Linked DNA regions of Mus musculus: regions 1, 2, 3 and 5 are each linked to region 4. The links are chromatin contacts, called in public HiChIP or PLAC-seq and promoter capture Hi-C maps. All regions are on one chromosome and are shown on one strand. Each heading gives the region's core, a stretch centred on a gene start, on an enhancer-like site or on the middle of the called end of the contact. The rest is flanking DNA. Distances are from core to core; before and after follow the strand shown. Region 1 holds the start of Zfp248 (zinc finger protein 248). Region 2 holds the start of Bms1 (BMS1, ribosome biogenesis factor). Region 3 has its middle 110 kb from the start of Cxcl12. Region 4 holds the start of Zfp637 (zinc finger protein 637). Region 5 has its middle 160 kb from the start of Cxcl12.

Region 1 (5,406 bases), core at 838-3,337, 610 kb before region 4:
ATGTTAAAAGATCTAACAGCTCCCAATATCCAATGTTTGAATGCTGAGGCTCAGAATAACATACTATTGTTAGATCATATCATGAAATAAAAAGTGTCAGAGGACAGGCCCTGACCTAAAACATTGAATAATAACATGAATGGCTCTGAAATGATTTTGGTGTACATAAAAGAAGTCAAATTCAGAAGCCACGTTAAAACCTACTTGTATTTATTTGGAATTCTGGGGAAGGTAAAACTATATAGTACAGAGAATAAATCAGCCTATAGGGAGGATGGGGAGGGAGCAAAGTAGACAGAATGACAGTCATCGAGAACAAACTAAATACACAAGTTCATACTAATGTAGGTAACGCTGGATGAACCAACAAGAGCAATGAGATGCTTCATCTCAAGTATCCTGAAGCAATGGAGGACAGGATGGAGAAGCCATTATGAACTGGGAGAGACTAAGAAGGCTTGGTGCCTTCAGGGACTTCTGGTATTTTTGGATTTGTTCCTGGAGCAAAAATAGAAAAATCACTGGAGAAGGGAGAGTTGAATAAATCCTATAGTTTACTTCTTTTCATAATAAGTGTTCCTCAGAGACATCATCTGCTCACTTGAGTTAAATATGTGTGAACACTATGTTGATCTGTTTTCCCCCTAAGATTTGAGGTTCATGCAGCCCATGTGGGCCTTGAACTGTCTATGTAGCGAGAGACCAACATCTTTCTGGGGATGGTCAGCCTGGCCCAGCAGAAGCAGCTATCCTTTTAATGCTATTCAGCACTAGGGTTGTGGCTTCTCTCTCTTTTATCCAGAGAATATTCATGATGATGATCTTTTAGTTTAGACTACTTTCCAGGATTTTATATAAATTTGTTTCACATTCACAAACTAATTAGTTAGTTAAAATATTACATAATTTTCCCCTTCCCTGTCCTCCCTTCTACCTCTACCCTATATCTAACTCCCCTTTCTCCACAGCCTTTTTTCTTTAACCACTCTTTTTACACACACACACACACACACACACACACACACACACACACACACACAAATAGAAACTTCTGCATCCCTCAGTGTTGCCTGCAGGTGTATGCCTTTGGGGACTGACTGACCACTTGGTATTGGACAACAACTCATGGGGCTCACCCCTGGGGAAGACTAATTCTCTCTCTCTCTCTCTCTCTCTCTCTCTCTCTCTCTCTCTCTCTCTCTCTCTGTGTGTGTGTGTGTGTGTGTGTGTGTGTGTGTGTAGTTGCTGATTGTCTGCAATTCTTCATCTTGGGATGCCAGGAGAGAAGCGAGGCCTATAGCACGAGGCTAGTGAGATCATGAATCTTATAGGAAACCCTACCACTGCCACTGTCCCAAAGTAGCACAATTCATAACTACATTCCCTATACGTATCATTATACCCACAGGTAAGCGTAGCTCTCATCCCTTAACAAAGACATTCTTTTTACAGCAGTTAGAGACCATTACCGAAGGACACACCTTGTCAAAATACAGTGAGCAACTGAGGGAAGAGTTCTCAGCCCAACTGATATAACACTCCTCCACCTAAGGCTCGAGCAATGCTGCAGAAGACCTGGTAGAGATTTTAAGAGCCAGAGGATAGGGAAGTCTGATGTGAGATTGTGTCTTGTAGCTAGGACAGGGAAGCCACGCCTATGAAATCTCAGCAAAGTGACCAAGTCCTGAACTATTCCAACACCAGTTGACATTCCAACATAATTTTTAACACATCTTTCCTTCTTTTTGAGTGTAGAAAATATATTAATTTGATCCCCAGTCCCCAGGGTAGTGACAGAAGGCTGGCGCTAGATAGAATAAAGATACAGAAAACTGTCGCGGTGTACCAGAAAGTCCCATCCTGGGAAATGAGTCTGACAAGGTCGTGTTTACACTGCAAACACCTTTACTTCTTACATAAAGTAACCCTGGTTTCTAGACGCCTTCAACAGCATCATTTTACAATACAGAGTGAGACAGGAGCTGACTCCGTTTTCCAGGCAACAGTCCTTCTTCCAACACTGGACGTGGAGACCCCACTACGAGCACCGTTGGGCGCACCGCCCCTTCCTCTGCGCATGCGCAAACTGCAGTCCTGCTCCTGGTCCATCCGTGGCCTCGCGTACCTCCTGGGAAACAACTCCTGGCCTTCGGCACGGTGCACTGCAGGAGCGGCGGGTGAGCCTTAGACAGCATCAAGGGCGGAGGGTTCTGGGAGCTCGGGCCATCCTGGTCGCTGTTGGCAGCAACCAGGGACCAGCGGGGTGGAGGGCTGTATGGGGAAACGCCGGGGTGCGCTGGGACTCCATGGCTCGGGCTTGCGGGATCCGGATAGTCCCGCACTTCTGCAGAGCTAATCTAGGGCCTCTAGCTCGTGCTACGCCTGCGCATTTTGCCCACTAGGCGGGGAAGATGCGGGGTGGTTGGGCGGAACCCTGAGGAGTTGACTCACGCATGGCGCGAGCGTGACGCGGTGACGCATCCGTTCTCTGGCTGCTGGGGCTAGATGCTGGGATGTGGGGGGCGAGCGGGTAAGCCAGGTCCCGAGTGAATGAATTACTGGGACAGAATAACCTACCCGAGACTCGGTTTCCTTTTGTGCACAGTGTGACTATTACGAATACTTGCTGCAATTTTCTTTTCTTTTCTTTTTTCTTTTTCTTTTTTTTTTTTATTTTTAAGCTACTACTAGGGAGCCCACCCTCGCAGGGGGCCTTTGGACTGGTCCCTAGGGCGCAGTGTTTGGAGTGGAAGAGGAAAGTGGTTAGCTAGCCACCAAACCTCCTGCCCCCTCACACACCCGGGATCCCAGTTCTGAATTTGGTTCTCGCTCATGTGTTTTGTGAAAATGACAGTGTCCTGAAACCATGGAAGACTGTGTGCTCGCCGAAAGTCTGGGACAAGTTTAAGGAGAGAGGTGAGCTGGAGTTGAGAGAGATGGGTGCATACAGGCTGCACATGGAATGCTAGTTCTTGGAAAACGATTGGGAGTGAAAGGCTCACAGGTCCGGAATTGCTATCACTGCCCCTACCTCCACATCTTATGCATCCCTCCTACCTGGTTAACTGTGGAGAGGCGGTCCCTTAGACTCTTGACTCATGTGAAGGTGGCATGTAGGGACACGCTTGCTATTATGGCCATATGTTTCCATCGGACAGTAGTGTAGGTGGGTCCTGAGAATCTCAACATCTTGCAGGTTTTTAGTGACACAACCGGGGCCTGCAGATGGCTGTATATTTTGTCTCTTTGAGGTGCAAGTTTCTTATCAAGCGATCGTTTTGAGAATTGTAAGCAAGCAACTTGGAATGTAAGCAAATACATTTTGAAATTTTTATCTTGCCTTAAAAGCCCCGTTCATTTCCTTGACTTACCTGACTTCAAGGGATTAATGGTGTTAGATTTAACAAAACCTCCTGATTCCCACCGCTGTCTCCGCACTCCCTCATTTTCCTTGATCATCAGTCCGGACAAGCCCATAGCCTTTCCTCCTTTAGATTATCATTTGCTGAATTAAAAAGATTGTCTCATGTTTTTAATTCTCCTGTAAGTTGGGTGCTAAGGGAAAACAAGCGTTTGCATTCATTCAGTGCAAAGGATCTAAACTCAACTTATGTTAGAGCCACACCTGAAGAAGTAACACCTTGCTTGTGGCTGCATGCAGGGCAGGCCAAGTCTCTGCTGACATCATTCTTCCTTCTCCCTCAGCTTTCCCTCCTCCACTCAGAGCAGAAAATGAACAAATCCCAGGTGAGTTTTTTTGGCTTATTTATTCCCATTTTGTTGATTGTTTTGTTTTTCAGTGAAAAAGTAGATCAGGCAAAAGTTTACAGCCACTGTAAAAATTTGCATCGGGCCAGTTGCCAGAATTGGGTGGAAGCTTTTGAAAGTCACAGAAATATCGGCTGACAAAAATTTCTCTGTGTTTTCTGGTAGTCGCACGGAGGTGAATGTGATCTGTTGTCTATCATCCTTTCTTGTTAAAACCAGATACTAGTTCAAGCCTAACACCGAGGCTGGAGTAGACTGCTCTGGCTCTCCCGGAACGGACTCTAAAGGAGATGACAGAATCTGCAGCCCTATGTATTCTCAACGTAGCTGTCCTAAATGTTCAGCCAGCTCATTAAAGTCTAGGTCAATTTGCATGTGGGCAGCTTATGTTTATGCATTTCTTGTTTACATTCAACCTGAAAAATAAGGCCATATCCCCTCACTGCCATTCACCCAAATCAGTTCTAGAAAAGGCCACCAAATTGCCTTCCAGGCCAGCCAGCAAATGTTCCTGTCATGGCCTTTCTTGACTGTCAGCAGTATTTGGTAGTTTTGCCAGTGGACTGTTTTAAAGATTTATTTTATTATTTTTAAATAAGTTGCTTTTCATACAATGTATTTTTATCATATTCTTTCCTCCCTCAACTCCTTCCAGATTCTCCACACCCAACTTCATGTTCCTTCTCCTCTGCCAAAAAATCAAAAGAGTCAACATCAACAAAATCCAAAAATTGAAAATAAGACAAAACGAAAAGTACACTTACACAGGTGCGCACACACACGCACAAGCCTACACACACATGTGCACACATATAGATGCGCAAGCCTGCGCGCGCACACACACACACACACACACACACACACACCTGACTGATTTTTCACCAGCCCATGTGAACTTGTCTTTTTTTTTTTGCCCCAGACATTTCTTTCACCCTTGACCCTCCATTCCTTGTTTTACCAGTGGGTCTCATGTGTCTTCTTTCTTTTTCTTAATGGTTTTGAATTACTAATATACTAACATTTAGAATAGTATATTCTAATAAAAATTTTAAAATTCTGAGCCAATGAAAAAAGCTAATGCAAAAGATACAGAAGTGTCTACTCCTTCCTGCTTCACCCTTTCTGTGTCCTGTAGGTCTGGTGACATTAATCCTCTCCAGACATTCTCACTGAGCATGAAAAGTATTCTATAAGTAACTATGTCAGTTGGCAAAATCTGGAACAATTCTAGATATGAATGCATGGTCATTCTATCATCGTTATTCAGTTTTGTAATAGCTACTTAAATAAAACTAAATAATTACTTATTAAATTAGAATATGCATGGCTATTCTCATATATCCCTTCCTTTTATATTTACAAATCTGATCTCGGAGCTTCTCAAGCTCGGTTGCACCTCTGAATCTGCAACATCCCTTTACCGTCGGTTCTGAGAGCGCAGATGTAGACGGAGCCCTGAATCTCCCTGTTTTCCTCCTTCCTTTTCTCTACCAATCCTCCTTCTCCTCCTACCTTCTTCCCCCTTCCTCTTTTTCTTCTTTCCCTTAGAGATTATATCTGAGGCCTTGAATACATTCAACAAGTGCTCTGGTACTGAGGTATACCCCTGCTCCTGAGTTTTTAAGGCAAACCCTTGTT
Region 2 (5,682 bases), core at 1,588-4,087, 580 kb before region 4:
TCTCTTACAGTGCCAGGCCTCAGCTGCTCTTTATGACCCCTTCATACCTTCAAAACCAGTACCAACTGGGAGACTCTTACACATTACCATGTCCAGCTGCAGCACAAGGTATAAACTTGGTTATATCTGGAACACAGCTTCTTTGTGCTGTCAGAAAAAAATTTCCCAGAAGATTTCACCTCAGTGATGTTGGTTTCTTCTTAGTTACCACTAATTTCTTAGCTCCAGCTACTCGGCATCAATTGTCCCAATCGTCCCTTCTATTCTGGACTCTAATGCCAGAGCTATGTGGGCAAAGCTCCCAAGTTCTGCTGCTTTCTGGGGCTGGACCATAGTCCCTTGTTCTACTACATTATCACCAGCTTTCTGTTTTCCAACTCCTTTACTGCCTAATCTTGTCTGTCCTGGAACTTGCTCTGTAGACTGACTTTGAACTCAGAGATCTGCATGCCTGTCTCCTAAGCACTGGGATTAAAGGTATGTATCACCATGCCTGGACTTAAGCTTTTCTTCACCTAGAACTTGCTGTGTTCTAGGCTGGCCTTGAACTTAGAGATCTGCTTGTCTTTGCCTCCTGGGATTAAAGGGTTGTACTATCATGTCTGGACCTAAATTTAGCTGAGTGGGATCTTGCCCCAAGGTTGCTACTCCCTTAATTCAACTTAATCTCCTCCAACACAGGATTCAGCTTCCTTTCACTTCCTGGTGACATCAGGAGGCAGGGGCAGACAAATCTCTGAGTTCAAAGAGCAAATTTCTACAGAGCAAATTTCAAGCAGCCAGGGCTATACAGAGAAACTCTGGCTTGAACCTCTCCCCCACCACAAAATAGTATCAGTGAACAAAATGGCCTTATCTAGTGTCATAAATGTGACTTGTCTATTTAACTAGAGATACAAACTGTTCACTCAAAAGTTTTTTTATTTATTGAGGATTACATAGAACACATTTTCTAATATTTCAGGACTCACGAGAGCTTACCCCCAGAGAGATACCACATTTGTCATGCACACCAAGCCCCAGCATACTCAAATGTCAACATTCACACCACACGCCTTCAGGCACCTTAACTCCAGTGTCTCAGAATTAAAGTGGATCCCATTCCCTATGTCAAAGGCCATGTCTCTCACCCAACCCCCGTCCACTAACTCCCAGCATCTTTGGGCATCTACTTTGTAACAGAATGTTCTGCAGCTCCATATCTTAGCCATTGCGTTCTAAGCAACCATTTGGGGATAATGAAACAAACATGCTAAAATCTCTTTAGTATGCCTATGAAAAATGTCCTTAGTGTTTAGTGCCTTAAGAAAACTAACTGACTAGTTGTCTAGTTACCTCTCAATGTCAACTTGACACAGTCCAGAGTCATATGATGGTCCAATAAGAAAGTCTCAGTTAAGGAATTGCATAAATCTGATTGGCTTATAGGTATGACTGGAGGGCTGGACTTGATTATTAATTGATTTAGGATAGCCAGGCCCACTATGGGTACCACCATTCCCTGGGCAAGTGATACTGTGCTATGTAAGAAAATAAGGCAAGCATAAGCCTAATGAGTGAGTTAGCAAGCACTATGGTGTCTGCCCTGAGTTCTTCCAGCGTTGGACTGTATGAGAAATTTCTCATAGGCCTCATTTGGTGGTTCAGCTAGGGGGATAGTTGCCAGGCAGGATGACCCTGTCACAGGTTGGGACTGAGGGCTGTTTGACTTGTTCAATAGACACCTCTGTCAGCCATTTGTCCTCAGTTTGCGATCTTACATTCCAATCCTTTTGTTGATGATAAAGGGCAATGTAGTCTTTTCTATAACTACTTCCTGCAGAAATTGGGGCGTTGCTCTGGAATGTGCAGAAAGGCTAGAATGATGGTCACTGGAATGATAGTCAAAGGATGGGGAGAGAGAAATAGGAGGGCCAACCTCACAAACTATCATTTGCTAAACCTTTGATTTTGTTTCATAATTTCCATATGAACCTTTAGAGCTGTTTTGTGTTGGTGTGCTATTAAAAGGTACAAAATGGGAGACTTTGAGGCAACTGAACCCATGTTCTTGGCTCATTGAGGTGAGAGCTGTGTTTTGCATGAACATGCTATTTTGTGGGAACCTGAATCCGTATTCCCAGGCCGCAGTCACTCTTATTTGGCGCAAGGAAAAAACCCTACTTCTTATTCTCCTTGAGATGAGCTCAGTTTTGAGTCCAGCATAACTGTAGCAAATAACCGGGACTGGGGGTTTGAGGGCTATTCCCCAGGACTGGACTGAGTCCTGGGGATGCAAGGCTGAGCACAGAGACACAAGACACACGACACACATAGCCACACATGCACACAAAATGGCAAGCTAAGACGTTTTCTGAAGAAAACGCCCTCTCCAGGAGCACAGAGGAGCACCCTGCCCTCAGCCCGTCGGTCCTGGCACAAGAGGGCAGCAGAGCGCTGAAAACCCGTGAGGACAGCTCTGGCAGCGGTGACAGGGAGCGGTAGCCTAGCGGATGGGGCGGCGGAATTCACAGCTTTCAAGTTGGGACTGGCGATGACTCGGGCGTCCTTCCAGCGTTCCTCTGCTACTCAAATAAGCGGGCCAGGGCCCAGCGCCGCGCGGATCCTCTGAAGCCAGGTCGCGCTGGCTGAGAGCCCGACTCTCAGAGTGGCTGGGACCCGAAGGAGAGGGCAGTCCGTGCGAAATCTGAAAGTGCGCTTGCGCAACCCTCAGCCAACCCAGAGCTTACTTCCGGCTTTCCCCTGAAAGTCGTCCGTCCACGGGTTCCTTTTTTTCCCCTCTTCTTTGCTCGTTTCCCTCCGACGGGTACAAGCAGAAGGACAGTTTCCGCTTCCGGCGTCGTGCTTGCGGGCTGGAGCGGTTGCTGCCGTGAGTCCGAGTGCTTTCGCGAGCCCCGTCGGCTTCCCGGTTCGGTCGGTCCTCGACCTCCCGACAGGCTGCTCCCAGGCTGCGTCTGGGCTGGAAGGCAAGTTTCTCGGCCGCCGGAGAGGTGCTCCCGGGAGTGTGGAGGGCGTGGGTTCGTGCAGTGCTGGATGGGGAGCGGGTCACTCGAGCAGGGAGGGCTCCTGCCCAGCTCGGCTGCGTGTTCTTCTCCCAGCAAAAATAGATCACCGGGAGGGGAAAATGTGCTTCCTCCAGGAGCTGAGAGGCGAGTCTGCTCAGCACTGTTCGGATGTCTTAAACTTGTATGTTTGTTTTCGTTTTAAGTTAAAAGGACACTTCAGCCTAAGCTACCTAGAATAGTAGGCACTAGTCACGTGCGACTAAGTTTAAAATTAATTTAAACTTAAGATAGTTTTCAGTTTCCGAAGGTACGCTTGAAATTCTCTGTAACCACGTGTAGTTCACAAGGCTTCTGTACTGAGAACAGCAGGTAGGATGTATTTCTGTCATTACAAAAAATGAGCACTGTCGAAATGGCTTCAACATAAAACATAAGAAGGATAGTGTTGGTGCTGCTAACTCTTATACTTTATGGCGTAAGAAAGGGACGTGAATTTGAAGATACTGGCTAAACATTTTCTACCTCCATTCAATGAACAAATACATCAGCACTTAAGTAAATTAAATTACTGCCCTCCTGTGTTACCCTGATTATAATTGATTACCACCACCGTCCTCCCTGTTCCGTGTAGGTAAGACTTATTTGTAGTAGATAAATAGCCACCATGGAGACCAAGGACCACAAGAAACATAGGAAGAAGCACAGTGGGCCTAAAGCTGAGAAGAAAAAGAAACGGCACCTGCAAGACCTACAGCTTGGAGATGAAGAGGATGCCCGGAAGAGAAACCCCAAAGCTTTCGCAGTGCAGTCAGCTGTGCGGATGGCGAGGTCCTTTCACAGGTGTGTTTACCTGGGGTTAGTGGGTCTTCCCTTAAGTACTGGGAGCCTCTCCCAGATGGCATTTGCCTTGTGAGTCTTAACTCAGGTCTGAAGGACGTAGGCATGCCATAGTAGGCATGCCGTATGGCTTTTCCTAAAATGTCAGAGCTCTGTCAAAGAAACATTTTCCCTCTAACACCTGCCCTTTGCCTTTCCCCACTTTTTTCTTTGTTTTCTTTCTTTCTGTCCTTCTTTCTTTCTTGTCCAAGAAGAAGAATTTACACAATTTAGATCACACACAAAAAAATCTCCTAAACTTTGCATATCTCCATGGCAGTTAAAGTGTTGGTGGTTCCCCCCCAATACTTTTAATGTAAAATACTAAAATAACTGTATTTAGGGAGATAATAATATATAGCCAGCAGTTTTCTTTAAATGTTACCTAATTGAATTCTTTCAACAGCATTAAGAAGTTAGGAATTATTCTCATCTGTGGATAAGAAAACAGATTCAGAGCACAAGTTCAATAGCCAGTTGATAGAACATTTACCCTGTCTCCTACACCTGACTTGTTTTATAACATCTCGTCACTATGGTTCCCCTTAATTCTCTTAAACATTAAAGCCAAGTCAGTGTCATGATGTGTTTGATTATTAACTTTATTTTTTAGTCATCTGTTTTATCTTTACTGAAGAATAACTTTTGGGTGAGGAGGGGGTTAGAAGTTAACCGGTTAAAATAAAGTTAATTGGATCCATGTATTATCTGGTCTCTATACCATCTGGACTTTTAAAAGATCTTTTGTGTTTTGGAAGTAAACTTTGTTTTGTTTTATTTTTGTAAACACATAGGACTCAGGACTTAAAGACGAAAAAGCATCACATTCCAGTGGTTGACAGAACTCCACTGGAGCCCCCACCAATAGTGGTAGTGGTGATGGGACCTCCAAAAGTTGGAAAGAGCACTTTGATACGATGCCTGATTCGGAATTTTACCAGACAGAAATTGAGTGAGATCAGAGGCCCTGTGACAATTGTGTCAGGTAGGGAGTGCCTCCATAGACTGCTGTGCCAAGGGATTGCTGTTTGGTCAAACAGAATATATAACACCGATGTTGTTACATCCGATTACCACATGGTTGCTTTTACTGACTTGCCTGTAACTCAGAAGGTAACTTCTCAGACATACAATGCTGATGTGCACCTCCTCAGTCTGACTGCTTGGTCTGCTTTGCCAAGTGTGCTTCGTGGAAAGGCCTAGGACTGGGTCTTGTTACTGTGAGCCCATTCATTTAACAATAAGTGAGCTCCCATATACCCCACACATCACTTTCCTTCTCAAAGCTACTCTGCGATAATTTGTGCACTTTTGTTTGTTTTTGTATTTGAAGCAGGGTCTCTCTATGTAGCTCTGGTTCTCCTGGAACTTGGTATATAGACCAGGCTGACCTCCAGTCTGGCTCCAGAGTGCTGGGATTAGATTTTGGGTGCTTCAGTGAGAGAAGATGAAGTAAATTCTCCAAATGGTAATGTTAGGAACTGAAGTGCCTTGTTAAAGAAGTGATGGAGTAGGACATTTCTTTATCTTTGGGACATCCTTGATCACTGTGTTTATAGTAATAGTACAGGAGCATATGCCTGTCCCGTGGACATGCTGCTAGGTTAGGTTTGATGGTTTTAGCTGTATTGAGAGTGTAGAGATTTTGATGGAGATAAAGAGAGTGGCCTGTAGCTCAGCAGGATCATGGGCATTAGTTATAAACTGTCTAGAGTTGTACTGTAAAGGTATGTGGTATTTTACAGTTAAAAACAAGAACATTATAAAGTTAATGGATAGGGTATTCTCAAGTTTTTTTAAA
Region 3 (5,748 bases), core at 2,925-5,424, 560 kb after region 4:
AGTTTCCCAGCTCCCCTCCTCACAGTTCTCTGGTTTAAGATCCTCACACCCTCACAATACCCAGCCAGTGTTGAAGGGTTAAGTATTCATCTTAGAGCTATAGTGAATGCTGTAGCAACAGCAGGCATTATCTCCACAGGTATCAGGCAATGCAGACCTTGGCTCTGCAGCACAGGGTGCTGGAGAAATGGACAAAATGCTGGTTATGAATACTGAAACATGGAGGGTGGAGACAGGCCAAGAGAAAGGTGGTCTTTCTGGACCTCAATGCCTGTTTTGTATTGTTATTTAAACACATCAGATTATAAGGATTGACTTTTCAATTTTTAAAAGATACTTATAGGAACACATACAGTTCTAAGAGATAATACAGAGAGATCTCCATTAACCCACAGTGACAATATCTTGTACTAGAACAGTGTCTTGTCCCATAACCAGAAAGCAACCTCAATGCACCCATAGCCCTATTTAGGCTTCCCTAATTTTGCACATGTTCATCTTATGTGTGCATGTGTAAGTGTACCAATACAAATCTGCTCCGTGTCATTCTTTCGCATGACCATAAAGGTCCAGTATTAACATCTATAGTTGTGTATCTTTCAAAGGTATGTGCAGATGAAAGCAAAAGGCATTGAGCAAGGCTGTGTCCTGGCTAGCAGATGAACAGGCTGACAGTTTGTGCTCCATCAAACCCCACGGATTTATTATCTCCTCCAGTGAGCATGCTAAGACATGGGTCTTCAGTGTGTGCTTAGGTCTTGAGAAAAGAGTTCTTATATATGAAATGAGTTGCTTTGGTAAAAGGAATTCCAGGAAACCATCTTACTTCTACCATGGAAGGACACAGCTAGAAACACTACCAATGAAACAGGAAGAAGGCCATTGGTAGACATCAAATTTGCTGGTGCCTTCATCTTGGACTTCTTGCCAAAGAAACTTATTAAAGTTTTAGTTGCTAGTGAGCCTCTTAGACTGATGTATCTCTTGTTACAGCCGCCTGAACACACTAGCACATCATACAACACAGCCTCTCTCCCAGCTGGGATACTTGGAGTTAGGGAGAGGAACAAATAGTCCCCCTGCCTCTCAATACTTTACAAATAGGGCACCAGCAAGAGACATATCGAGTTAGCCGATGGATCACACCCCTCATCAGAATCTTTAATATGCCACGGTCTGTGCTTTGCTCATGGCAATATCATTTGTCTTCCTACACAGTCTCCAGATGTCCAAACTGGGAGTGAGGCCCCACAGTGCCTAAACGCTACCTAGAGGTGACCTGGTCCTGTGAGGCAGGTGGGGACTCACTCTGACAGCCATACTGGCTTATCTAGCAGGTTCAACAGAGAGTCTCCCATGGGCTCATCAAGTGCTCTCATTTCCTTCTACATCCTAGGGGGAAATAAAGCATGCTTTGGCCATTCTGTAATTAGCTAGCTGCAGGTTTTCCCCATGGGCTGAGCCAGGACCTTGAACATTCCAGGCAATTTACAAATATTTAGGTCATTGCCCAAAATGCAAAAGCAACTGACACCTTTACTAAGTCCAAGTTCCTTATGTCCCCATTAAGAACTGTGACCTCTCACTGTAGACCAGTGGTTCTCAACTAGTGCTTTCTAATGCTGCAACCCTTTAGTTTCTCATGTTGTGGTGACCCCCAACCATAAAATTATTTTGTTGCTACATCATAACTGTAATTTTGCTACTGTTATGAATCATAATGTACGTATCTGATATGGAGGAAGGTCTTATGTGACCCACGGGTTGAGAAAGGCTGCTCTAGAGAAATATCCCTGAGTCTGTTGTCATTGCAGAGCATGCTTTATGGAGTGTGTCACTCCCGATGATTTATATCCCCCAAAAATGCCTGCAGCAGGGGTCTAGCACCCCAAAGACTTTCACCTTCCAATCTCAGCAGGGTACCAACCCTCTTCCTAGCACAGGGCAGGCAACACATTTTTGGTGGGCTTGTCTTTCCCTGTCTTTATCTCTATTAGAGTATACTGGAAATCTGCTGGCCTCCAATCTGAGCCCCATGGATTTCTGTTGTCCCCCATGTTGTATAGTTCAGCAAATCCTTATGTAGCAACTCCTGAAGAGAGCCCCAGTCTTTCCCCGGGAAAGCCCTGCCAGTCACATCCTCTGGTGACCTATGATCTTGAACTTGCTTCTATTTCTGTTGCAACGTCTTGTCCCCTTATTCTAGCTTAGATGTGCTGGGTGGGGATGCAATAGGCTGTGCTTGAGGCTGTGGCTATGCATTCTCTCAATCTTCAAAGCATCCAAGTGAGGTAGGTACTTTCCTTGTCCTCATTGTATGGATAGGGAAAAGCACAAGGCACAAGAGGTAAATGATATATATTATTATTTTTTAATGTGGGGCCAGGGAATTTATCTGGCTTAACTCACATTAACTGAGTTAACTAATTACTTCAATATTTTACTCTAGCTGATGCCCAAGTTGCATGATTTTGCTCTTTGTCTCACTGACAACATCTTAGCCTATGAGTCACAGTTTTGAGAAAACATATGAGCCAATGGATATTCTTAGTTCCAAATCGTATGTCTTTATCGTGTCAGTGTAGGGCAGAGTCCTGGCGTGTGTTCACATGTGGAATTCAGGGCAGAAGTCCTAGGGAGAAGACACTGATTGCATCCTGCTTGTGCCTGTCTGGCACAGAAACAGATAGATGTGGGTCCCTGCTGGATCTTTCCCATTTGCTTCCAAACCTGGGCCAGGACTCACCTGGGGGCCCTGAACCCTGAGAACCTGGGGTTGCTTAGGCTCTGCTCCCAGAAAGAAGAGGTATGCTCAGTAGTGCCCAAAGGAGGAGGCAGCACACTACACACAGAGACTCAGGCTGGACATAGACACTGGCAAGATGTGCTCTAAGGAGACTTCCATGGCCTCAAGATCTAAGCTCAGGACTAGAGACACTCTATAGCCCAGGTTGCAAGGTGGCCCGAGGAAAGTGAAGAGCCTGAAGAGGCAAAAGGAAGATGGAGGGATGTGTTTGGAATGTTTAAAAAAGGGCTCAAGATTACTGTAAAATGAGAGACCTCAGAAGATGCAGATGGGGAAAGAGTGTATACAGTCAGTGCCAAGGGATGAAGCTTGGGCATCAATTGCCAACCTATTTTAGTGATCATTCTTGTAATTGTGTGTGTGTGTGTGTGTGTGTGTGTGTGTGTGTGTGTGTGTCCCAGCATCCTGCTTCTGGAATGGGAATTAGGTGAGAAGCGGGCAGGAAAGTGAATCCGGAGCTGGAGGATCGAATTTCTCAGAGGTTCCTGTAGCTGCTTTCTAGACACACGGTCCCATTTGGACAGGGAGTGCGTCCCTGGCGCTTGCTGCACACCTGCCAAGGCGGGAAGAACAGGCTCCAGGCAGGACCCAATCAGTTGAGTGAAATAATTGAGCTTGGGTTAGATTAGATCCAGCCACACATCTCATACTTAGCGCTAATTATTCACAGAGGCCGAGGCTGGCTCGGGAGCTGGACTGTGTTACCTTGTGCTTTGTGGCCACTGACAGCTCAGGATGAACTGGCCTGAAGTATTAATAGCCATGGGCTCTAGCTTTGTTTCGTCTGGAGTGGCATGTCACACAGATCTGCTACTGCTCAGAAAGACAGCTTCTCCCTGCTCTGTACGCGGTGGAGGGGGAGCTCACAGGGTCCTTTGTTCCCAGTTTCCATCAGGCGGTAAGAAGGGACGGTCTGAAGCCAAGTCTTGTTCATTCATTCTTCTAGGAGCAGGGTGCACGCCAGGCATCTGGCCACTTTGGGCTCTTGGGATTCTCCACACTATCTGGAAATTTCTAGGGAATGGGGGTGGCACTGACAAAGGAGGGAGGATGCAGAGATGCTATGGTTTGTTATCTAGGGCTGGGTTCACAGTTCTGGGAGGGGGAAACAGCCTAGCATCACGAGTTTCCCTTCCTACTGTGAAATGGCTTAAATGAAGCCACGGCAGTCAAGCCGAGGATGGGAGGTCCCTGCCTTTCTTCTCACTCATCATGCTGGTCTCAGGTCACATCCCATGTACAACAACAGCACAAGTAGGGACAGTCAGTGGCAGAAAAGCAAGGCAGCCACAGAAGGCTAGCCAGATGGTAAGCTCAGCTCTCAGTGGGCAGCTGAGGACAAATCAGAACCAGAGAAGATGCTGGGAAGACTTTGGAATGAACCAGGAAGCAGCAAGGCTCCAGGGAATGGGCTGGTTAGTTGGCAATGTGGCTTGTCACCTCCCACAGAAGAGGGACAGGAGCCAGTGGTGACCACAGCATAACTGAGAATGTGACAAAAGCCCAAATGAGCCCCCTGTCTTTGAGTCCAGGAAGGCAGAAAGCAATGCTGTTGGAATTTTCTTGAATGTTGCAATGCTGCATTTTCTCACTGTCAACAACTGATTTCCTAAAATTTCAGACAGCGCATGAGTTAGTATTCAAACCATTGCATTTTTCCAGTCAGTAAGTATATGTGATAGCACTTTATGGGCTAGGGGCCTGGAAGCAGCTAGGTTGAGTGGCCATGGGTCAGAGCCCATACCGAGGTCGCAGAAGGCATGGCAGCTGAGGTTGGATCATCTGCAGACTGAGCAGGGCCTACAGAACTTGTTTTTAGGAAGCTTCTCGTGTGGCTTTTGGGTAGAGCTGGACAAGGTGGTACCTGTGTGGGCCTCTGCAGAAGGATGCTTGGATACCCTCCATGTATGGCAGCTAGTCTTCTCTAGAGCTGGCGATCCTGATGACTTATTGTGGCAGACAGAATTCCAAGATAACCCTGTATACTCCAGGAGATACTATTTTGTAGACAGCCTTTTAACACACGTTAGAGAGTTTGAAGGTAGAAACGCTAATTCAATAAACAAAGTTCATGTCGTGGATGGGGCTCGGTTCTCAAGGTCTCAAGAACAGGTTCTAAGAGCTGAGAGTTCTTGAAGCTGTCAGTCTGTAACTCTAGGACCCAAAGCTAGACACAGCCTCACAAGCCCTAGGAGGGAGGGATCAGTCCTAGCCAGCACCTTGCTCTCAGTTTTGTAATTCTCTGGGTAGGAGACTCGGTCATGTGGTGCCTAGATTTCTGGCTCTCAGAACTGTAAGATAATCCCTAAGTGTTGTCTGGGGTAAGCTCATGGCAATTCAGTATACAGCAGTTCCTCTCTGTCTAGGGTTGAACCCATTATTCCATCTTTCTTTAATCTGACTAAAGTGTGATACTAAGTCTATCCACATTTATCGGGAGGGATCTACCATTTGAAAGGAATTTCCTGAAATTTGTGGACCCATTTTGAACCAGCACATTCCAGCAATGGATGTCCTGGGGCCGTGTGGATATTCCAAGGCAGAGAGGCCAGAGGCTGATGCTTTTAACATCCAGAGCTAATTTACAGGTGTCAACTAAACAGACTTAGGTTAGGCAAGTGAGAGTTCCCTTTTAGGAAATGACCATCCAGAGTGGGAGGTTGCTGCTCTCTCTAACCCCCTTTGATGTTCTCTGTGAGTAGAACTGTAGGACTAGAATGACGGCGGAGCAATCCCCATCTTCAATTGGTAAGTTACAATATGTTAGTCAGGCCCAATCTGAACCTCCGGGGAGTGGTAAATTTGGGAATGGGTAGTATCTTCCAGAAGGGGTGGAATTATGGAGACTAGGTCACAAATAAAACCTTTTGGAATGTTTTTAAGAAACAAAGTTCATCATTCCCCAAACTTACAGGCCACCCATCTCCAATGCTCACCATCTT
Region 4 (5,428 bases), core at 1,642-4,141:
ATCACAGTGGCCCTATCTCAGTCTGTTCTCTAACAGTCGTTCATGATCTCAGAAAATGAGGGTATAATTTCAGATATTTTCTGTCTAGGCCTCGAATTCTTACAAGATGCAGCTTACTGTCTGTTCCAGTGTACAGATGAAAAGCCTGAAGCTTAAGGAACTTCTTTAATACTGCAAACAGGATTGGAATTCTTTCTTTTAAAGTCCACGTTATTCTGGCCTATTAAGCTACATTGGAAATGGACAAGGCCGTGCACTCTAGCTCTTCCCTGTTTCCCTATGTGTCTCATACTCGGGGTTAGAGCTCAGAGTTCAAGGTTCATTCAGCCTGAGACAACCCCAACATCACCTCTATATCAAATTGCTTTTCCTTTTTTCTTTCTTTCTCCCTTAAGACAGGGTTTCTCTATATAGCCTTGGCTGTGCTAGAACTCATTCTACAGACCAGGCTAGCCTCTAACTCACAGATCCGCCTGCCTCGTCCTCCTAAGTGCGGGGATTAAAGACATGCACCACCACTGTCCGGCTTCAAACTGTTTTCTTGCTTTGTTTTGATTATCATTTCCAATCCCAGCTTGCAGGCTTTCCCTGCAACCTGTAGAGCAGTGAGCTTCACCAAATGAATGCATCTTCTTATAGGGGCTCTGACGTCATCCCAGCAACCAGCTGACTCACTCACTGAAAAAGGCTACATTCTGGGCGTATCTTCCATGACAGTCCAGCAGGGTAGCTGTTGGGAACCCAAACATGTCCACTCCTGCTCGCTGACTTTGATCACCGCCTCTTCATATGATTCTTCCATGGGCTGGTCTGGAGAACCTGAGGGACAGAAAAAATAAATAAACCAAACCAAAAAAAAAAAAAAAAAAAACAAACAATAAAGGGCAGACCTGAGAGTTGAGATCAGTTTGGAGTGTAAACACAGGAAATCCAGACTTTCTGAGGTAATGTCACTGCAAAGTGGGCTAAAGATAGCAGGACTGGAGGGCTGGAGAGATGGCTCAATGGTTAAGAGCACTGGCTGCTCTTCCAGATGTCCTGAGTTCCATTCCCAGCAACCACATGGTGGCTCACAACCATCTGTAATGGGATCTGATGCCCTCTTCTGGTGTATCTGAAGACAGCTACAGTGTACTTACATATAATCATAAATAAATGTTTGGGCAGGGTGGGCTGGGGTGGGGGTGGGGAAGATAGCAGGACTGACCAAACAGAAATGAATCTAGGAGCAAGGAGGCAGAGGGAAACAGATAGCAGAGAAGTAGGAGTGCCTACTGTACTGTTAGTCCCCAGGTAAGGGCCGCTCTGCTTGCATTTGGTCTTGATAAAAAATTGGGGTTCTCTACTTTCCAGGCAAGAAGTCAGCACACCAGCCTTCCTGACTGGTGTTAGGAAGAAATAGCTCCAGCTTTCCTTTTCAGCTCCCCTCAAGTTACAAGGACCTAACAAAGAAGGTCTTGTTACCTTCTGGTAATTCTTAGTAGGCTCTTAACCCAAACCACCACTCCCTCCCCCCACCCCCCATGGAATGCTTATTTAAGGATCAAATTCCTGAATCTGTACACTTTGTTTACATAGTGGTACAGTATAATCTTTGTTTCAGTATGTCTGGTCAAAATGCTGGATTCCTAGCTTAATGAATTAGCAATCTGATGGTACGATTTTCTATTTTATTAACCAAATAGCTAACCCTTCTATCCATTCAGTTATATAGCCTGATGTCAAGAAATCTTTGAAGGATTCACTTCCAACTTGGAACACAAGCTATAAAGGGGTCCCCTGTCATGCTGCAAATGCATTCACTTAGAGATATTATTGATTAAAAATAAAGCCAACAAAACTCCCCTGTGATTCACAAAGAAAAGCACATGGTAGCTACTCCCTGGGGCTGGACTTTTTTGTCTCTGGAGTGTCTAGAGAACATGGTTAAGTCAAAATGAGTGAACACGGTAGATACCTGAACTCCTCTACCTGCTAAGAAGTAGCCAACATGCCTCAGCTGTGTCTCCAGACTCCCTGATTAATAGCAGGACAACTGACAACAGGAAATTGTCAAGGAAGAACCTGTTCAAGTCAGAGCAATCAAATTCTTGAAGATATTGAAAGAGAGTGATTTCGTAACACAAAACGCTGCTTTTCCTATCAGAAATGTTACCACAGCTCAGAATTAGGCCCCGAGAGACTTGAATTTTTTGCCTTGTTTCCCTCGGTGTATGCCCTGTAGCAGAACAACCTAACAGCCCCGACTCCAGTTTCTTCTCTTAGTAAACAAGTTAACACTATCTCAATTAGCTAGCTCTCGGAAGAACTGAGGACCAGAAAGTGAGGGATCTCTTACATTTGAGACACGCCCTACAAATCCAAGACCTAAAATGGTGCTTTTTCAGGAGAGAGGGCTGGAGGACAGACAGGGTGATCTGTAGGGTTTGGGAAAAATCTAATGAGGCAATTTAACGTGCGATTAGGAGCTTTGGGTGAGGATGAATTCCCCCCACGCTGGACGCCACTCCCTGCTAGGCTCTCTCCCTAGGCGTGAACTCTGCTCTCCTGGCCTAGCTGGACCTTCCTGTGGCCCCTCCCACGCTCGCGGGGCCCCAGCCTCCCAGGGACCCCGACATTGCAGCAGGACCCTTCCGCAGCACACCGCGGCCCACCCGCTCTCCGACCAGCGCACCCTTGTCTGCGGTTGGCGATTTTGGCCCGGACGGCCAGCCTGGCCTGCTCACGCGCCCTGGCCGGAGCAGCAGGCTCAAGACACAGCCCCCTCTCTCGGGCGCACAGCCCCGGCCTCAGCAACACTCACCGCAGCGGCGCGCGCCCGCAGACAGACAAAGCCGGCGCCGAGCCCGTAGCAGCCGCTGCAACGCTGCGCGTCGCCGGACCACAACTCCCAGGAGCCCGCGCGCGCCCCGAGGCACTGTGGGAAGCGCCGCGACCGAGCTGCGGCAGAAACGCGGTGGCTGCTTCTGGTTGTTGGGGAGCGCCGTCCTGTGGAGGAGCGGTGGTTGAAGCTTGGGAATGCTTATGACGTTAAAACTGCAGAAGACTCAGGGTTCCCTATAGGAGCCGGGACCAAGTATTTCGGACAAAGAATCAGGAATACTCTCTGGTCCGTGTAATAAGTTTTTTTTCACCCAAAAGATGGACGAGGCACTGCAGGACTTCGGAGTTTAGGTACTACCCCGACTAGTTGTACGACCCAGGGCGCTCACTTGTGGGGAGCCCAGGTCCGACGGCTCCAGGACCCCATAGGGCACCTACGCGGGGCCCGGGAGACTTTCTGAGCCAAGGGAACTCGAGGGAACAGTATTCCCTGAGTGGACACTAACATTGTCTTCCTAACTGAAGAAGTTAATGACACAAGGGTTGAGATTTGAACACTCTAAAATTAGTTATTAGAGATGGGAGAGTAGCCCTTTTGGTCCTGAGAGGGGCGTGGATGAAATTGAGCATCCATTCAATAAAATCTCTTTTAAGATGCCTTAAACGTCCATCGACTGCATTTATTTATATGCATTTCTAATAGCCTTTTTTTTTTTTTTTTTTTTTTTTTGGTTTTTCGAGACAGGGTTTCTCTATATAGCCCTGGCCATCCTGGAACTCACTCTGTAGACCAGGCTGGCCTCGAACTCAGAAATCCGCCTGCCTCTGCCTCCCAAGTGCTGGGATTAAAGGCGTGCACCACCACTGCCTGCCTCTAATAGCTTTTCTAAAGGACATTAGTCTCACCCTGGAGCCCTGACTTGACTTCTTTCGTAGTGAGCCTCCCCCAGAGTCTTCCCTTGGTAGATTTAGCTATCCTATTGAATGAAAGAGACCATAAGAAATGTTCCTCTTGCAGTGCCCTTGTTCCTTTCCCAGAATTACATGTGTCAGACTGGATGAAATATTTGACTTCACAGGACATCTCTGTTCTGTGAGACCAGATGTGGGATTAGGACAAGTTTTAGTTGACAAAGCATCGGTAGGAAAAGGGGGCCATCAGGGGAGACAAGAACTCATGTTTCCTTCATAAATCTGCAAAGATTCTCTTAACAGCCTTGAGGACTTGGGTACACGTATTTTTTGGGAAAAAAAGATCCCATTTTGTTTAGTGTGTGGATGTGAGGGGTGTCTTGCTGTGCCTGTGGAGGTCAGAGAATCATTAGTATGAGTGGGCTCACCCTTTCCTACAGGGAATCGAACTCAGGTCATCAGACTTGGCAGCAGGCACTATTACCTACACACCATCTTACTGGCCCAGATCCATTTGATAGAGTGGTTACGATTGGGGTTGAAAGATCAGAGTCCCTAGACACATGGTTCTTGCCAAGATCTTAAATGGGGCATAGTCCTCAGCCACCACCTGCATCTTAACACTTGCATCAGGAAGGGGGGAGGGTGCCGAGTGAGGGCTAGGGGTGAGTTCTGCCAGTGCGTATTTAAATGCTTGTTACAGACATCTCCATCCCTGGTACCTTACATCACTAGGGGAAGGAATGATAATTCAGACAGTGACATTAGTTATGACAGTCTCACTACTTGGATAAAGAAACTGCTCAAATGACCTCCTATGCGGAGACCCTCTACGTGGATCAAATGTGTGATAAAGCACAGATCCACAAAAGACCCAGAAGAAAAACTGAATTAATGTGATCATGATCTCAGTGTAGGAAAGGACGTTTGCAACCACGATAAAATGGACAAAAATAAGAAAAAGGTTAGCCGGGTGTGGTGGCGCACGCCTTTATTCCCAGCACTTGGGAGGCAGAGGCAGGCAGATTTCTGAGTTCGAGGCCGGCCTGGTCTACAAAGTGAGTTCCAGGACAGCCAGGGCTATACAGAGAAACCCTGTCTCGAAAAACCAAAAACCAACCAACCAACCAACCAAACAAACAAACCACCCTCTCCCCCCCAAAAAAAAACCAAAAAAAACCAAAAAAGAAAAAGGTTAAAATTTAACACTGTGGCCAATACCACTAAAGGAAGACAACACATGACAGAGTTAAGGGGGAAACCCTAGTGACAGACATCATGTAAGTCAACAAGGCAAAGAAACAATATTCTGATAGAAATATGGCCAACAGGGTCTGGAGAGATGGCTCAGTGGTTAAGAGCACTGACTGCTCTTCCGAAGGTCCTGAGTTCAAATCCCAGAAACCACATGGTGGCTCACAACCAACCATCTATAATGAGATCTGACGCCCTCTTGTGGGGTGTCTGAAGACAGATACAGTGTATTTACATATAATAATAAATCTTTAAAAAAAAAAGAAATATGGCTAACAGCAGCAGCACACACCAAAAGTAAACAAATAAGACAACTATGTATTAAAGAAAGAGCTGACTGAAACACAGAAAAAAATTCTCCCAATTACTAAATAGTGTCTGTAAAAGGAGACTTACCTTTTTATCCATGTGTAAATTGAGACAATCACTCTTGGTGTGA
Region 5 (5,628 bases), core at 19-2,518, 510 kb after region 4:
GCTCTGCCTAGCCTGCAAGCCACAATGCAGAATGGACTGGCTTCAAACTCAGCAATTGTCCTGCCTCAGCCTCCTAGTGCTGGGCTGGAAAGTGTGGGCCACCATGCCAAGCAAGTCAAGGTCTTTAAGGAAATAATTAAATTAAAATGGGGACCTTGGTGTCAGTACTAATCAAGCATAAGGAGATGATATTAGGACACAGACACTCAGGGGAGGTCATGTGACAACGCAGGTTGAAGATGCCATCATCTTCAGCCACAGAGAGAGGCCTCGGGAGGAAGAAGTCACACTCACACCCTGATCTTGGGTCTCCAGCCCCCAGAAGGCAAGTCATCAACTTCTCTTACGTCACCTGGAACTTCTTAAATGTCTTCCACTCACAAACACTTCCTGCATGAAATCTTTACACAACCCTGGGTATATGGACATAAAAATAGAGTGCACAACTCTAATAAACCACAAAGATGTTTATTTCCAAACAATTCCTTGGTGCACGTCTACGTTTCCCACTTGTTAATGACGAAGGCACGTTTGTGTACTACGAATGAATGGATGTGCACACTCAGAAAAGGGATGAATGGACTGTTCCCTTCCAAGTTCAAACTAAGGCCTGTGCCGGCAGGCAGCCTCCCTCAGGCAGATGTGTGCCTCATGGCTCACGCGCCTCAGAAGCAGCTGATGCCTGGAGCTGGCTTAGCTCTCCTCTTGAGAGTCAGTCAGTCATTTGAATTAGTGTCCTGTCAAATGCCCTCGGCTTTGTCTTTCCCATGACCCCATAAAGTGGGTGCTGTCAGTCTCTCAGGGGCCCGGCTCCTTCCCCTTCTGTCAGAGCTCTGGGAAGTCCATGGCTGCTGTCCGGAGGAAAGGATATTCTTAGTTCTGACTAAGGCACTGAGAACTCTCAAACAAGAGCCGATGGTGTTCTAATGAGGAGCAGATGAAGGGCACAAACGCCTAAGCCAAAAATCCGGGAAAGCTGAGAAAAGAAAATACCAATATTGCCAAATCCTTCTGAGCTCCAAGTTTGTAAGCATGATCAGTCTGCTTGCTGGACTCTTGCAATGAAGCCTACGGAGGAGTTCAGAATCACGCAGACTCGAAAGAAATAAATTTAATCAAGAAACCACTAATCTCAGATAGGTTCGCCAAAAGGGATGTCTTAATTAGCCCACACTTTAAGAAAATCTTCTGCAACAACCAAAACCCATGACTAATTACCATGTGTGGCTGGGTGGGGCAAAAATACAAGGCAGCTAGAAGCCAGTGGAGAGTGTGATGTCTTTGTTCCCATTGTCACAGGTCATTCCTTTGCTGTGAGGGCTCTGAGCTGTGTCCTATGAGCTAAAAGAAAACGCAGAAAGCTCCATTCTCTTCATTTGCGGATCCTCGCACGGCCTCCAGTACTTGATAGGTGTGTGTGTGTGTGTGTGTGTGTGTGTGTGTGTGTGTGTGAAAGAGTTAAACACTGTCATGAGAAAAACGGATGACTAAACCCAACAAGCTCTGTGCGGTTTCTTCTCTCCTTCCTTCACAGGACAAACAGTGAGAGACGATGCACATAGATCCCTATAATGTGACCCCAAAATCTCCATGTATCCAGCAGTAACACTGGCTTCCGTCAAATGACAGAGGAGAAAATAGATGGCCAAAATCCCAGGCCGCCTCTTCCTTCAAACCCAGCCTAAGTCTATCTCTGGCTTAAGTTTGAGAGCAAAAGCCAGGGCTTGCAGAGTGCTAATGGCAGGAGGGGGCAGTTGCCATCCAACATGTTAATTAAAGACAGAGTTAGCTGTGAAAAGGAGAGAAAGGAGGAACTGATAAAGGGAGCCCCAAGACTGTCTTCAAGGCACTGACATGCATTTTAGGTTAAAGTGGAAGAATGGGGTAGAGGCAAGAGATCTGCAAAGTTAAGCAGTCTGATCCAGGTGTAGTCTGGTTGGTCCTCACTCAGCTCTGCTTCTGCATCGTACTCTGAATTAGTCATTGTCATCATTTGAGGAGAGCAATCTGGTTCTCATGAAGTGGTCACTTCTGCTCCAGGGTCCAGGCTTACCATAGCAGACAATGGCTCTCATGTCTGTTTAGTGGTAGTTTAGTCCTTAGTCATAAGGTGTTTATTGATCAACCCTATTTTTCCCAGGATCTAAAGTGTCTGGAAATCTCTAGACAGCTTTAAATATTGTTAGGGGATCTGGAACGGGGTGGGGGAGGTACTCTATAATAAGATAACCATGGAGACAGATACAAATGAAGGAGAGAGGTCAGGTTTTTTCCTAATCCCAATTACCTTGTGGGACCAAAGAAGGAGACGGTGCTTTTTAGCCAAAACACTTCCTAAGTCCCTGCTGTACCACTCCCTCAATTCCCAGACTTTGAATTCTAGAATTTCCCCCCAGTAATTATAAACTTTGGCTTAAAATGAAATACATTCTTTAAGAAAATATTCTTTAAGCATCTCTGAATGTTCCAGATCCCCCCCTCTCTCAAATAAAAATTAAATTTACTAGGAAAGCGCACAAAATTAAAGGTAAGCAGATAGCTGCATATACTTTGGGATATTCACTTAAATTTACCCTGACTTATGTCTTTACTTACTATTCTTATAAAAGATCAAGCTATACTAATTACTATTGTTTGTCTGAGAAATTATTTCAGAGAGTCTTACAGGGAGGAGGTCCATTTTTTTTTCTTTTCACCTCTAAAAGTTCTACAGATGGAAAGAAAGCAAAACTTTGGTCATTTCTATAAACTAGAAAACATGTTGAAAATCCCACATCAGTCTTTAATGATAGTGTGAAATATATATTTGGTTTCCAAACAACTTTTAAAGACAGGAAAATCTTCAGGAAGATGTGGTTTGCTTTATATGTCAAAGACTGAGAGTTAGCTGGCAGCCTCCACAAAACATCAGGATGCTGCTGGTCACCATAGAGACCGGCAAGATGAGGGTGCAGGGGCATTTTGTAACATCTCCAACCTGGGGAGAAGGGAGGAGCTAAAGATAAGATGGTGATCTGTGGACAGTCACTTAATCAATCTTGGTTTTCTAATGAAGCTTCCATGAAAACTCAAAAGGATAGAGATTAGAGGATCTCTGGTGGCAGAAGTCTTGGTAGTGCTGGCAGAGTGTGAAGAAGTAAGGGCGTGGGAGCTCTGAGACTCTTCCCTACGCATCTTAAATAGCTTTTGTTTCCTGACTTGTGTGGACCAAAGCAGAGGTGTGGAAACCCTGCTTACAGTCTGTCTGCCAGAAACACAAACAAGACTATTTGAGGCATCTGAAATATGTGAGGTCAGTCCTGGGAACTGAGTCTGCAGTCTGAGGATCTGGTACCAACTCCAGGTAGACAGTGTCTGTACCGGCTGGTTTTGTGTGTCAACTTGACACAGGCTGGAGTTATCACGGAGAAAGGAGCTTCAGTTGGGGAAATGCCTCCACGAGATCCAGCTGTAAGGCATTTTTTCAATTAGTGATCAAGGGGGAAAGGCCCCTTGTGGGTGGGACCATCTCTGGGCTGGTAGTCTTGGGTTCTATTAGAAAGCAACCTGAGCAAGCCAGTAAGTAACATCCCTCCATGGCCTCTGCATCAGCTCCTGCTTCCTGACCTGCTTGAGTTCCAGTCCTGCATCCTTTGGTGATCAACAGCAATGTGGACAGTGTAAGCTGAATAAACCCTTTCCTCCCCAACTGCTTCTTGGTATGTTGTTTGTGCAGGAATAGAAACCCTGACTAAGACAGTGTCCAAATTGAGTTTAATGACAAGATACATTGTTCGACACCCTACATCTATGTCCCAAGAGCATTAAATAAACTGTGGTGTGCTGTTCTCAGAGAGACAGATCCATCACCAGGATTTAAGGAAAGTAACCCGGCAGTTAGATGTTCATTTGTGAACCATGGGTGATTTGATTGAATTACCACGCTTTTTACCTTAAAAGTTTAGGCCAGTTTGTATTGAGCCAATCTACCTGACACCAACATGACATTGCATAAAATTCCTGGCACTTCCAAGCAAATGCTTTTGTCTTGGTCTCCTTCTCTATCGTGTGTACATTTAATTCTCTTTGGAGTATATAAGAACCAGAGAAAAAGTCCCCTGTTCCACTGTAAGGGCTGAGGCACTTGGACCTCGTGCAGAGGCAGATCTGCAGCAGCAGTATGACCAGTTTAAGCTGCTTTCTGCACAGAGCTGTTTACAATAGGACTCGCATGGGAGCTGATTTTATGCAATACTGAAGCATGGGAGCTGATTTTATGCAATACTGAAGAGAAGTCAAGATCTGGGAACCAGACTGAAAACTTGCTGATGCTTCAGATTCTGTTATGGCAAATTTTTTCACAAACCTTCAATCTCTGAATGTAAATAACATTCCTCTGGGCAATGCAGAACTATTATTTAGGAGCTAAGAAAACAGACCTCCCGAACAATTGTTTTCATGAACTTGGTTGGCATGACAGTACATGTTTTGCAAAAAGTCAAAGCAAAATTATTTACATGGGTGCGTGTTACTCAATGTGACTTCCCAAGTGCATTTGGGCAAGGTTTGCAGGACGTGGAGATTAAAGGGGTCATGTGGCTCTGCAGGACTGCAACAGTTTTGTTTCTGAGGTAGCAGATCAATGCTTAGTGCATCCTTTGTGTGATAGTTATTTATCTGAGACCTTACACAGTCACTTCTCACAGCAAAGCTAGGGGATATACATCAATGGGATTTTGGAAACAGAAAGACTCAGTCCCAGAAAGTATAACCACTCTGCCTGAGTCACCTACTAACTCAGATTGTTAAACCCAGGCAGTCTGGCTTACAGAAATGTTGCTCTTTCTGTGGTTTGACATTGTGCAATCTAATAGCCTTGGCACTTGTTGGGGAATGCAATCCATATAATTTTGATTAAAAAAAACAATTTTGTAATGGATTTACCTTCCAACAGATGGATAATACCCCAACTAGATGATATCTCCTGCTAGGAACAAAAATCTGCAATACCAGGAGTAGGCTATCTGTTTTTGTGCTACAGTCACATAGACACCTCCACTCCAAACAGTATAGGTTATAACCAATACTCTTGGCTGCCTTCTAGAACTTCACAGTATGATCCTATTGATACTGTCATAGCAGAGTCACAGAGCATGGAAAAATCAAGCTAGTTCCCCCTTGGAAGTTTCATTCCTACTGGCTAGTGGTCACAGTGCTAAAAGTTTCTAAGCATATTGCCAAGGGAAGAAAAATCTCCAATCTCACCTAGCTATGAACCCTGCAAATTATAACGTCTTTTCAGCTAAAATCTAAGACCTCCTCTATGAGATGAAACCTATATCTGGTACTGTTAAAGGGGCCAAAACCTGTGGCTAAATAGTTAGTGAAGAGATTAATGCTACGATTCTGCTAAATGGACATAGTATTTGTCTTAGTCAGGGTTTCTATTCCTGCACAAACATCATGACCAAGAAGCAAGTTGTGGAGGAAAGGGTTTATTTGGCTTACACTTCCATGCTGCTGTTCATCACCAAAGAAGTCAGGACTGAAACTCAAGCAGGTCAGGAAACAGGAGCTGATGCAGAGGCCATGGAGGGATGTTCCTTACTAGCTTGCCTCCCCTGGCTTGCTCAGCCTGCTCTCTTATAG

The links. Promoter capture Hi-C pulls out the DNA fragments that hold promoters and counts their contacts. HiChIP or PLAC-seq counts read pairs in DNA pulled down with a chosen protein or histone mark.
Region 1: a FOXA1 HiChIP or PLAC-seq map of pancreatic cancer cells shows a contact between it and region 4. The contact joins the promoter of Zfp248 here to the promoter of Zfp637 in region 4. A contact is called at or near these places in 3 of 39 promoter capture datasets (the 3T3-L1 cell line, liver and pre-B cells), 2 of 115 datasets of contacts at active chromatin or transcription factors (the NIH/3T3 cell line and pancreatic cancer cells) and 1 of 9 other capture datasets (pancreatic islet).
Region 2: a contact with region 4 is called in a promoter capture Hi-C map of neural stem cells. The contact joins the promoter of Bms1 here to the promoter of Zfp637 in region 4. A contact is called at or near these places in 13 of 39 promoter capture datasets (the 3T3-L1 cell line, 3T3-L1-derived adipocytes, the C10 cell line and 7 more), 1 of 15 datasets of contacts at CTCF or cohesin (large pre-B cells), 7 of 484 Hi-C or Micro-C datasets (CD4 T cells, CD8 T cells, the N1E-115 cell line and 3 more), 4 of 115 datasets of contacts at active chromatin or transcription factors (the 230-238 cell line, large pre-B cells, memory CD8 T cells and 1 more) and 1 of 9 other capture datasets (liver).
Region 3: a contact with region 4 is called in a promoter capture Hi-C map of the C10 cell line, with 2.7 times the contacts expected there. The contact joins the enhancer-like site here to the promoter of Zfp637 in region 4. A contact is called at or near these places in 5 of 39 promoter capture datasets (the 3T3-L1 cell line, the C10 cell line, the SN4741 cell line and 1 more), 3 of 115 datasets of contacts at active chromatin or transcription factors (cardiomyocytes, large pre-B cells and pro-B cells) and 2 of 9 other capture datasets (liver and macrophages).
Region 5: a contact with region 4 is called in a promoter capture Hi-C map of the 3T3-L1 cell line, with 6 times the contacts expected there. The contact joins the enhancer-like site here to the promoter of Zfp637 in region 4. A contact is called at or near these places in 5 of 39 promoter capture datasets (the 3T3-L1 cell line, embryonic stem cells, hippocampal neurons and 1 more), 1 of 115 datasets of contacts at active chromatin or transcription factors (stem cell-derived neural progenitor cells) and 1 of 9 other capture datasets (adipose tissue).

Annotation. Positions count from the first base shown.
Region 1 is chr6:118,452,187-118,457,592 of GRCm38.p6, reverse strand. It overlaps Zfp248 (zinc finger protein 248), which reads left to right and starts at 2,087. Exons shown (of 6, transcript NM_028335.2): 1 at 2,087-2,177; 2 at 2,682-2,916; 3 at 3,706-3,747. The coding sequence starts at 3,733.
Region 2 is chr6:118,416,572-118,422,253 of GRCm38.p6, reverse strand. Bms1 (BMS1, ribosome biogenesis factor) reads left to right here and starts at 2,837. Exons shown (of 23, transcript NM_194339.1): 1 at 2,837-2,966; 2 at 3,637-3,845; 3 at 4,676-4,866. The coding sequence starts at 3,670.
Region 3 is chr6:117,277,932-117,283,679 of GRCm38.p6, reverse strand. No RefSeq gene overlaps it. Among named protein-coding and RNA genes, the nearest start is that of Cxcl12, 110 kb to the right of the region's middle. RefSeq lists an enhancer at 3,271-4,471. Within about 2 kb of position 4,174, at least 33 of the 459 cell types and tissues checked have an H3K27ac peak or open chromatin away from gene starts, as enhancers often do.
Region 4 is chr6:117,838,644-117,844,071 of GRCm38.p6, reverse strand. Zfp637 (zinc finger protein 637) reads right to left here and starts at 2,891. Exons shown (of 3, transcript NM_177684.3): 1 at 2,804-2,891; 2 at 680-819. The coding sequence starts at 749.
Region 5 is chr6:117,322,696-117,328,323 of GRCm38.p6, reverse strand. No RefSeq gene overlaps it. Among named protein-coding and RNA genes, the nearest start is that of Cxcl12, 160 kb to the right of the region's middle. Within about 2 kb of position 1,268, at least 35 of the 459 cell types and tissues checked have an H3K27ac peak or open chromatin away from gene starts, as enhancers often do.